3 separate regions of the Sus scrofa genome follow, and all the other regions are linked to region 2. A link is a contact called in public targeted proximity ligation data. All regions are on one chromosome and are shown on one strand. The core of a region is the stretch at or near the end of the contact, and the rest is flanking DNA. Distances in the headings are between cores, read along the strand shown. Region 1 has its middle 230 kb from the start of ATP2B1. Region 2 holds the start of ATP2B1 (ATPase plasma membrane Ca2+ transporting 1). Region 3 holds the start of POC1B (POC1 centriolar protein homolog B).

Region 1 (3,397 bases), core at 473-2,972, 230 kb before region 2:
GAAAGTACTGACCGTAAGGGGCGTGGGTGAAAATGGGGAGACCAGCTGAGTAGCTCCCACGATAACCCAAACTGGAGATGGGTCTTGTTCCAGGAAGGCAGTGTGAAGGTGGCGAGAATTGATCCGTCTCTGGACACATTTTCAAGATAGAATGAACGGAGGTTATTGGTAGATTGGATAAGGATTACGAGAGGAAGGGAGCCAAGTATGTCTCTGAGGAGAATTTTAGCCAGAACTAGAAGGATGGAGTGGTCAGTATCCAGCTCACCTTGGTTAAGAGAGGGTGAAAACATTTTGAGCATCCCTATGTGTTAGGAGGGTAATGAAACACCACTATTCAGCATGAGCCTCCTTCACCACAAAGAGGCATTCCTCCTCAATTTAATGAGGGTAAAACTCCATCCTCAGCAGAAAAAAGACAGAGTGAAAGATGCATGCTCGGCGATTGAAACAAGAGAAAACGCCCCAATGTCAAGGATTGCACTAATCCTCCCTGCCCAAATTTCCAAATACTCCAATCTAAAAAGTAAGAATCAGAGTAGGCATAGATTAAATAAAGTTAGCAAAGAACAGAATGTTTACAAACAAAAATAACAAATTGGGTAAAGTTAATTACAATAGGAATGCCTGCGGTGGCAATGTGGGAGCAAAAATTCTCAAGCTGGAATGTAATAGTAGGTATAAATATATAAGAACATTGTGCCTAGAAAAGAAAGCACCTTGAACTAGTGGTTCTCTTCCTAATGTTGACCTTTGGGCAAATTAATCCACCCATAACTTTCAAACAGGGGTATTTTTACCCCCAGGGTGTGTGCTAATGTCCTGAAGAGTGAAGGTGAAGTATTACCTTTTAAAATGACATTTAGACCACAGTTTTTCCAAGGATAAGAGTTTTCCTTTAAAAAAATAAATAAATAAAACAAACATGACTACATAATTAAGTATAAAAATAAATACGATTGTTCCCATTTATTCAGCCTTTATTTTTATTAAAGTGTAGTTTATTTACAGTGTTGTGCCAATTTCTGCTGTACAGCATACTGACCCGGTCATACATATATATATATATATATACATATATATATATATATATTCTCTTTCTCTCATACTATCTTCCATCGTGTTCTATCCCAGGAGATTGGGTATAGTTCCCTGTGCGATACAGTAGGACCTCACTGCTTATCCATTCTAAATGTAATAGTTTTCAGCCTTTAATTATTGAGCCCCTACTATGCACCAGCCATATTCTAGGCAAAAGGAATTGCAGTGAACAAGGTAGCTGCAGGCCCTGACCTCACAGGGCTTGTTATCTTAGAATGAAGACAAATGCTGGACAAGTAATTATAGAATGAAGAATAAGCTTCTTAAAAATCTCTTATTAATGGCATGCCCCAAACTACCAGGGATGGAGATCACACATTGATTAGTTCTCTGCTAAACTAGGAGTGCAGTGGGAAATGTTCGATGACAGCTAACTTCAGCTATACGTCTCAGTAGCTTGAGATGGGGAAGATATCTAGAACTGTGTTAACCGGATCCTCTAAAAAGCAGTCATCAAGAATGTACTAAATGGGCCAGCACTTTCCTAGAGGAAATGCTTATGAGGAGAAACCAGGAGGAAGTGGGAGGAGGCGTGGTCTTCAGATCATGAGACAAGACTGACCCCAGTGAAAGAGAGGCAAACTGGAAGGAGGGTGGGGTGGAAACATCCTCATTTGTCGTGCAGTCTAAGGCATTTTTGTCCTTAAGCCAAGCTGGCCTGTGTTATCATCCCAGCCCCAGCAGCTACTGACTGGAGAGCAACGATGGGAAACAAGGACTCTGTAAAAGTGGAGACAGTTGTCAGAGTACCACTGACAACAGCAGCTGGGTCTTCGGTCAGTGCTGCCGGGCTCTTAGGTCAATTGCACTCTCCGCAGTGGAAGGTCTTTGTGGTGCATTCTCAGTGCTGCTGAGAGAGTTCTTTTTTGCTTAATGAGCATAGTTCTTGGAGTCTGAAATAACCTCAGTTGACTCCAGTCTCAGCCACTTAATAATTTTGCGACGTTGGGCAAGTTACTTCGGAGTCGACTGCAAAGGTTAAATGAAATCGTAACTGTAATGTGCGTCATACCGTGCCTGGAACATTCAGGGTGATCAACAGTGTTAGACCTGCCCTCTTTTCCCTTTAACTGTACATACGTTCATTGGCTCAACATGCATTTTTGAGGACTTTCTATATGCAATGTAAGAAAACAGGGTGAATATGCAAAGACCTAAAATTGCCTCTCAAAATTGCCTTACTAAAAACTGCAAAAGCATGAAGCGCTACTAACTACAAACGTGGAATGAGAAGGAAACAGGATCTTCGGGAAGGTAAAGAAGCACTCACATCATACCACCTGAATTGTTGCCGAAGTTGAGGGCTCAAAAACTGTCAGAGGAGAGTCCACCTTCCCAAATGTTATGAGCTTATGATACTTGGGAGAATATATTGCTGCATGATGCAGGGTTTATAAACTCAACACCAGAAAGACCCTTAGTGGAGTACAGAGGGTGCATCTTCATTTACCCAGCTCCTCGCCATCTGAATGCCCAGCTTGTTTAAACCATGACGTTGTGCCTACCAGCCCTCCTCTCAAATTGTCTACACGTTACACGGGGAGAGTATCATGTGTCAGTTTGCCCCTCAGAACGCTTCCCAAAAACCCTTTCAAGACCCTCTTATCAGCAGGGCAAAGCATTTACACTGTTGCTCCAGCCGTGTAAATTTGTGCTTCGTGCATCCAGATGGCACCCGACTGAAATCAATTTAGATATGGTTTGATTATACTTCAGTGGTGCATGGAACTGTCCTTCCCAGAATATAGAGAACTCGGTAAATCTTCTAGGAAAATAATAATAATAATAAATCAAATAGGGCTCAATTGGAGCTGAGAAAACCAGCTTCAATTCTCAGCCGGATTACAGACCTGCTCTGTGACATCGGGCAAGTCATTTGCCCTGTCTAGGTCTCAGGTCTGCATCTGTGCCGTCTGTGTGCACAGATTGGAAGGAAGGCAGGCAGCTGGCAATTAGAAGTTAAGAGCTTTGTGGTCATCATCCCAATGCATGAATCATCGAACAACCCTTTGAGGGAGAGTCATTCATTCCTTTAGCATTCATTCAGGAGATTTTTATTGAGAGCTTACTTTGTGCTGGTCGCGATTAGGTAGAGGGCGTAAGTTAGTGAACTGAACAGGTCCCTGCCGTCTTTGGACCATGGTCCCTGATCACCACCTCACAGATGCAGACACGTGAAGCCTTGGCACATGAACTATGCCAGTAGTTAGTGAGCTACAGACTCAAAAAAAGTCCTTCTGACTCTAAAAAACAGGACTCTTTTTTCTCTCCAGCCACTAGTGCTGCGCAACCTTTA
Region 2 (3,220 bases), core at 607-3,106:
TGTTTTCATTAAGTGGTACTGAAAAATCACACTGACACGGTCTCCAAAGGAGCTGCGAGGGTTACTTGAAACAGGCGGTTAGATGAAGATGGAGCAGTGTCTTAGGTAAGACACCAATACACGTGTGCATGTGTTAAGTAGGAAGGAAAAACCGTTTTATTTTTAAAGATGTCATCACAGTGGTTTCTTTTTTATTAACTTGCAAAATCTCTTGAAGGTTGGGGCCAGTCAGGTTACCTTTTATTATTATTTAATACCCGTGGTTTTTTTTTTTTTTTTCATTTTCCTTTCCCTCCCACGAAAGAAGGGTGTTGGGTCAAGATGCTACAAATGAGCCAATGGCTTGGCATACGTAGAAAGGGCAAACCCTAAACGAAAACACGGGTGCTCGGAGCGCAGATCCTGACAGGCCAGTTTGCATCCGCCGAACGCGTTAACCCTTTGGGCGCTGCAGCTGGGACCCCCGGAGTCTTACGGGCCCGACCCGCAGGAAGCGAGAGAGGGGCTCCCGGAGCGGGGTCTGCGCGGCCCTGCCCAAGGAGGGAAAGAGCTGGGAGGCACTTTTGTCGTCTGGCGCCTGCGTCACGGCCCGGGACAGGCACCGAGTCCGGCACTGAGTGGAGCGGAGACGCGGCGAGGAGGTGCTCAAGGGTCAGCGGACGCGGGCGTAAGCCTTAACCTATGCACGCCCGGAGAGCTGGCCCCAGCCCGCCTGGCTCCTGGGCTCGAAGGGGCGCTGGCTGGGGGTGGCTCGGGCTCGGCTCCAGGTGAAGGCGCCGGAGTCCGCCTGCGGCAGTCATCGCTCTCGGCGTCGGGAGCCGCGGGCGACGCCGCGACCCGCGCTGAAACTGCAGCTGTGCCTGACGAAGTCACTGCCCGGCGCGCCCGATCCACCCCCTCCTCCCCCTCCGCCCCCCTGCCCCGATACGTCATGGAAACACGGACGTCAGAGCCTCTCAGCCAATCGCCGGCAGCGGCTGGAGGAAAGAGGCGAACAGGAGGGGGCGGGGGAAGCGGCCGGCCGAGGCGCCGGGCGAAGGAAGAGCGGGAGGGGCGCGCGGAGGCGCGAGTCCCCCGCCCCTCACACCCTTTCGCCACCGCGCGGCAAGCTCTAGTTGCCGCGTACGCGCTCGCCTGCCGGGAGCGAGCTCGCCGGGTCCTCCCCTTAAACGCCCTCTCCGCGTCGCCGGGTTCCCAGTCCCCGTTCGAGCCGCGCTTCCTCCCGCGCGCGCGTCTGCCCGCCCCCAGGCTCCCCGCGGGCCGCGTCACGTGACCGCGCCTAGCCAGGGCTGCGGCGGCGGCGGCGGCGGCGGCGCTAGCTTTGGCGGCGGCGGCGGCGGCGGCAGTGGCAGCAGCTGTGCCGCCAGCGTGGAGCTGGAGGCGAGAGGGTGTGGAGAGAAGGGAGCGCCGGACCGGAACGGGTGAGAGTTCTCCTTCCCCTGCGCCCCCGGCAATCTTTCGCGCCACCCGGTGCAGACGGGGCCCCTGCCTGAAGCTTCTCGCAGCCCCCTCGTGCTCGGCCGTCCACTCCCCGGGGGCCGCGGGCCCCGCCTCGTGCAGGGCGGACTGCCGGGCTCCCAGAGGGGGCTGCACCCTGCCCGCGGCCGCCGTTGCGGACGGCGGCGTGAGGCCGGCAGAACTGCCCGTGCTGAGCGCGGCGCGCCCTGTGTGCGGCTCTGCGGAGCCCAGGAGGCGGGTCCTGCGGGGACGCGGGCGGCCACTCGGCTGCTGCCGGGCTCTGGGCGGGGGCCGGGCCGGGCGCCGCCTCCTCCGCCGCCGCCGCCGCCTCCTCGCAGTGCAGCGTGAGTAGGGAGCCCCGGCTGGTGGACGCCGAGCTTGTGGCTCCACGGCCGCTTCATCCTCGAGGTGCAGCCGAACCTCCGCGTGGCGCCCGGAGTCCTGCGAGCCGCCTGCGCACCGGCCGAGTCCCGGTTCTCTGCGTTGGCCGCCGTCCTCACCGTCCCCTTCCCCCGACCCTCTCGCAGCCTCCCCTTCCTTTCCCCCTCGGAAAATGGTTCCTGCTGCCGGGCGAGGTGAGTGGCGGCCGCCGCCTGCTCGCGGCGGGGGCGGCGGGGCAGGTCACCTGCGGGGGAGGCCGGGCGGAACGCGGAGGTCGGGGCGTCGCGGCGGGGGTCCTGACAAGTGGGTGTTCCGCGGACTGCGCGGATTCTGGAGCGAAGTTGGCGGGGCGTGCGGGGGGCCCCTTCGCAGGTGGGAGCACCGCGCCCGCCCAGAGAGATCGTAAAGGTGAGCGGGTTTCTCGGCGTGAGCCGTGGCGCGGGGTCCGGCCGGGAGTCCCCGCCCAGGGCCCTAGGGACCGGCTGGGTGGTACTCCGCGTCTACACCCTCAGCTCTTCGACTTCTCCTAGCCGCCTCGGCCGCGCCATAGCCCATCCTGCGGCCGGCCGCCCCTGCCTCGGCGCCTGGTGACCTTGAGGGCAGCGGTGCCCGGCAGTCTTTCCCCGCGCCCGGGGAGGGTCACCCCTCTAAATCCCCGACTTCGGCCCCGCTGGCGCTCCGCGGGCGGAGAGCGGGGCCGGCGTTGGCCCCCGGCGGGGGCTAGTTGATTGATGCGTGTCGCACAGGACGGTGATTCCCCGGGGGTTGGAGAACCGCCTCGCCTTTCTCCCGGTGTCTCTCGTCTGGCTCCCCAGGATATTTACGGTTGCTTCCGATTCGCGTTTTTAGACTTAGTTTTAAAAGAAAGAAAGGAAGAAGAAAAAAATCCTGCGTTCTCCACCCCCTTTTTGGAAGGGTCTGTAAGAAAGAACCGCATTCCAGTTGCAGAGGTGGTGGTGCTGGGGGGTGCTCCCTTTATTCCATCCTGCAGGAGAATCCTGTGGCTGAGCTAGTTAGCGACCCCTGGTTCTGTGCAGCGGTCACTGGCCAGGCTGGTTTCTGTGCGCATTTCATTCACCAGTTTTCTGCAGGACTCGCAGCGCAGGGAGGGCTCGAACCCTGTGCGGTGCAGCGGTGCCTGGCGCGGAGGGGAGGGCAAGAGGTTCAGAGGGGGTCTTTAAATCTGCGGAGGGCTCGATCCTCGCCTCGGCAGGCATAATTTTACCTTTCCTGGGTTTAGAGCTCAGCAGCCAGGCACCTTTGGCTGCCATGCATGCTACTTTTCTCGGTTTATTAATAATCTAATGGCTCCTGTTGGTATCGATTGCTGTTCATGATAAATTAGTTATATGGATTTTTCTTCATACGCGTGTAGGTATAT
Region 3 (3,291 bases), core at 457-2,956, 200 kb after region 2:
TCCATTAGGACGCAGGTTTGATCCCTGGCCTTGCTCAGCTGTGAGCTGTGGTGTAGATTGATCGTAGACTCAGATCTGGCATTGTGGTGGCTGTGGTATAGGCCAGGGGCTATAGCTCTGATTTGACCCCTAGCCTGGTGTGGCAAAAAAAAAAAAAAAAAAAAAAATCCAACTGCAGCAGCTCAGGTCGCTGTGGAGGTGTGGATTCCACCCCTGGTCCAGTGCAGTGCGTTGAAAGATCTGGCATTGCCACAACTGAGGCTCAGATTCAATTCCTGGCCCTGGAACTTGCATAGGCTGCAGGTGTGGCCATAAAAAAGAAAAAAAAAAAAAAACTACTTAGAAGGGTACCTGTGTGGTGAGCATATCATAGCAGGTGATAAGTTTTTTAAAAGTCAATTTTCAGGTGACAGGGCACTATGTAATTCTTTTTTCTTCTCTTCAGCTGAAAACATTTTTTTTTTTTTTGATAATTGGAGAAAAGGTTTAAATATTTTAACTGACAGAGGACACGTCGCCTAGACTAGAGCGATGTTTCTCATTGTACACAGCTGAGATTCTCATGACAATCACCTAAGGGGCTTATTGCATCTGCAGGGCTCTTGATCCCACCCCATATTCATGTATTTCTCAGGGCCAAATATACAGGAGATATTCAACTTACGTATACTTAAACTAATACTGTAGTCTAAAGCTATTTCCTGTTTGCTTAATTGGTGTATACGGTATTCACTGAAAATAATCCTGTCACTGGAAAAATAGAGATCCTGTAATTCTAGTGTGTATTACATCTTTCATTTGCATAGAGCGCTATCTTACCAGCTGCGGTCTATTACATGGTCTCAAGCTGCCAAGAATCTTTTAATGTAGTTTTCAGCTGAGTCCGTCACGCTTTCAGGCAGGGTAGAAAAGGATATGGATTTGGAACTAGAAGTGCTGCCTTTGTGTGATCTTTGACAATTCTATGTAAAAACATTTAAGAAAATATTTAATCATCTAGTTTATAAGTTGTAAACGTCGGTTACATTTTGTAACTCTCAATTCGTGGTGTCGCTGACGCTCAAATGATACTATGTGTAAGAAAGCCTACTGTAGAGATAGCTGTGGTTACTATGTGAAATGGTTATAGTTACTATAGTTACAATAATTTAAACAAAACAAAAAATGATTCTCAGTCTTCCTAAAGGCTTTAAATATGCTCCTGTTTCAATTTACTGCTCTAAAGCACACGCGCAAAGGAGCAGATTGGGATAGAAACACACAGCAGAAAAATATTAGGTGTAAGAACATTCATTCATTCATTCACGTTTATCGCAGCATTTACATTTATATTATGCCAGACATTGTGTGAAAAGTAATGATGAAGTAAATTCAAATCTATCCTTCAAAGTTTTAGTTCCTTTGCCTATACTAATAAATAGCAAGCTGGCCCATTTAGGATCAAACTCCCTCCCGCGTCCTAACAAGCTGAAATTCGCGCGCGCTGTCTCTTTAACTTGTAATAGAACGCTGATTGCATCGATCACAGGCTCATTCCTCTTTCCCACCCTTGGGTTTCCTTTCCATCCCAGTTACTACTCTCCTTCCAGCGTCCAGCCGCGGGGAGCGCAGGTGTTAGTGAACGTTGGCTTTGTAGTGTGGGGGCACCTGACACCCCCCTCCCCCGGGGCGGGGGGAAAGGGGCGGGGCGTCCCGCCTGCCCGCTGGCGGAGGCCCAACTCTACCGCGCCGGCGGAGCCTCGGAGCTCGACTGGCCAAGCCTGGAGCGCGGGGTTTGACTGGGCCGCCGTTGTTGTAGTGACCGGGAGGCGCTGCCGCTCGAGGCAGACGGTTCCGGGCGCCGCACGGTCCCCCTTCCCACCCCATCCCCTCCCTTCCCCCGGTTCCCCCCGCGGGCCGGAGCCGGGAACCGACCACTCCCCCCATGGCCTCCGCCCCGGTAAGGACGGGCTGGGGTGCACCTCCCCGGAGCCGGTCCTGCGGGCTGGGGGGCCGGGTCAGGACCGCGCCCGCACCTGGCGGGAGATGGAGGCAGGTGTCCTCCGCCGGCTCCCGAGCCGCTAGCCTCTTGCCCCCGGCTCCAGGGCGCCCGCGACTCAACCTCCGCCGCTGGCGCACCCGGCGCGCAGAGCCCTGGCCGGACTCCCGGGCGCTCCCCCCCGAGTCCCGGCGCTCAGACGGCCCGGGCAGCCCCACGGCCCCCAGAATTCTCTGAGGGTTTCCGTGGAGCGCCTGCGTCAGAATCACCTGGGAGGTTTTTCTAAAGCACCGAAGCCCGGGCCCCGCCTCGCACCTGCGGCTGCGTGCCGGCGGGAGGGGCCCCGGAACGTGCATTCCCGCGGCGCTGCCCGGGTGGTCTCCAGCGCGCGCTCGGTCCTGGGAGCGCGAGCGGAGGATTTCGCCGGTTCTGCGCGGAAGCTGGAGCTCGGCCCACCCGCGTTGGGGTAGCCTCGTGGGGCCGCGCGGGGCGCTCCTGCTCCGCACCCCCGCCGCAGATGTGGCCGGGCCCGGGCCGGCCCGCGGGGGAGGGGACAGCGTTGATCCCCGACCCTCCCCAAGGCAAGGTCTGCACCTGCTTTCAAAATCTGCCAACTTCCCTTCCCAGGAGGACCCCGTTCTGGAGCGTTATTTTAAAGGCCATAAAGCCGCGATCACTTCCGTGGACTTTAGTCCCAACGGCAAACAACTTGGTAAGTTTTACTCTGTTTTTCTCTTTTTTGTGATGAGACGCTCAAGCGGTTGGTACCCTTGCCTCCTGTCCACGCTTGGCCCCCAGGAGGACCTTTGAGGACCCATGGTGGAGGTGGTGTTGAGAGCGGCCCCAGACGCAGTGGGAGCCAGAATGGGCCGGAACCGGGGCCACCTCGGTCCTCTCGGCCCCGGCCCCCAGCCCTCCCCGCGGCGTCGCCTCTAGGCCTGGGCCTGGCCGACGACTTTCGCGAACCAACCACCAGGAGGAGTAAGTGGGAAGGGGAGGGGTTTATCCTCGGCCCTGGGAGGGTGGGGTGTTGGCTGGAGAGTTTGTGAAAAGTTGTGAGACTAGCAGGAGGAAGTGGGGAGAGAGGAGCTGGGGCTGCATCGGAGGCCGACCACCGGGAGGTCCCAGGTGACTCCCGGGAAGCCCCCGTGGCTGGAAGGGAGTCGAGCGTCTACGTGCACGGAGGGACCTGCTCGGAAGTTCGCTGCCACCTGAGACGGGAACTCAAGCTTCTTCGGGTCCGAAGCCTTTCTCCTGCGTGGTGACTCTGGTGGCTGCGTCCGTGCCCCAGCCATGAGGATCCGGATGGCCGT

The links.
Region 1: a contact with region 2 is called in a targeted proximity ligation map of skeletal muscle. A contact is called at or near these places in 4 of 47 Hi-C or Micro-C datasets (alveolar macrophages, embryonic fibroblasts, liver and 1 more) and 2 of 2 datasets of targeted methods (alveolar macrophages and skeletal muscle).
Region 3: a contact with region 2 is called in a targeted proximity ligation map of alveolar macrophages. A contact is called at or near these places in 6 of 47 Hi-C or Micro-C datasets (embryonic fibroblasts, heart right ventricle, liver and 2 more) and 2 of 2 datasets of targeted methods (alveolar macrophages and skeletal muscle).

The regions. Positions count from the first base shown.
Region 1 is chr5:92,704,414-92,707,810 of Sscrofa11.1, forward strand. No RefSeq gene overlaps it. Among named protein-coding and RNA genes, the nearest start is that of ATP2B1, 230 kb to the right of the region's middle.
Region 2 is chr5:92,934,671-92,937,890 of Sscrofa11.1, forward strand. It overlaps ATP2B1 (ATPase plasma membrane Ca2+ transporting 1), which reads left to right and starts at 1,857. Exons shown (of 21, transcript NM_214352.3): 1 at 1,857-2,033. LOC106507543 (collagen alpha-1(I) chain) reads right to left here and starts at 3,110. Exons shown (of 4, transcript XM_021091263.1): 1 at 2,918-3,110; 2 at 2,416-2,559; 3 at 2,107-2,310; 4 at 96-2,051. The coding sequence starts at 3,110. The coding sequence ends at 646.
Region 3 is chr5:93,130,312-93,133,602 of Sscrofa11.1, forward strand. It overlaps POC1B (POC1 centriolar protein homolog B), which reads left to right and starts at 1,707. Exons shown (of 12, transcript XM_021092774.1): 1 at 1,707-1,939; 2 at 2,606-2,690. The coding sequence starts at 1,925. It overlaps GALNT4 (polypeptide N-acetylgalactosaminyltransferase 4), which reads left to right and starts at 2,697. Exons shown (of 1, transcript XM_003360733.5): 1 at 2,697-3,291. The coding sequence starts at 3,272.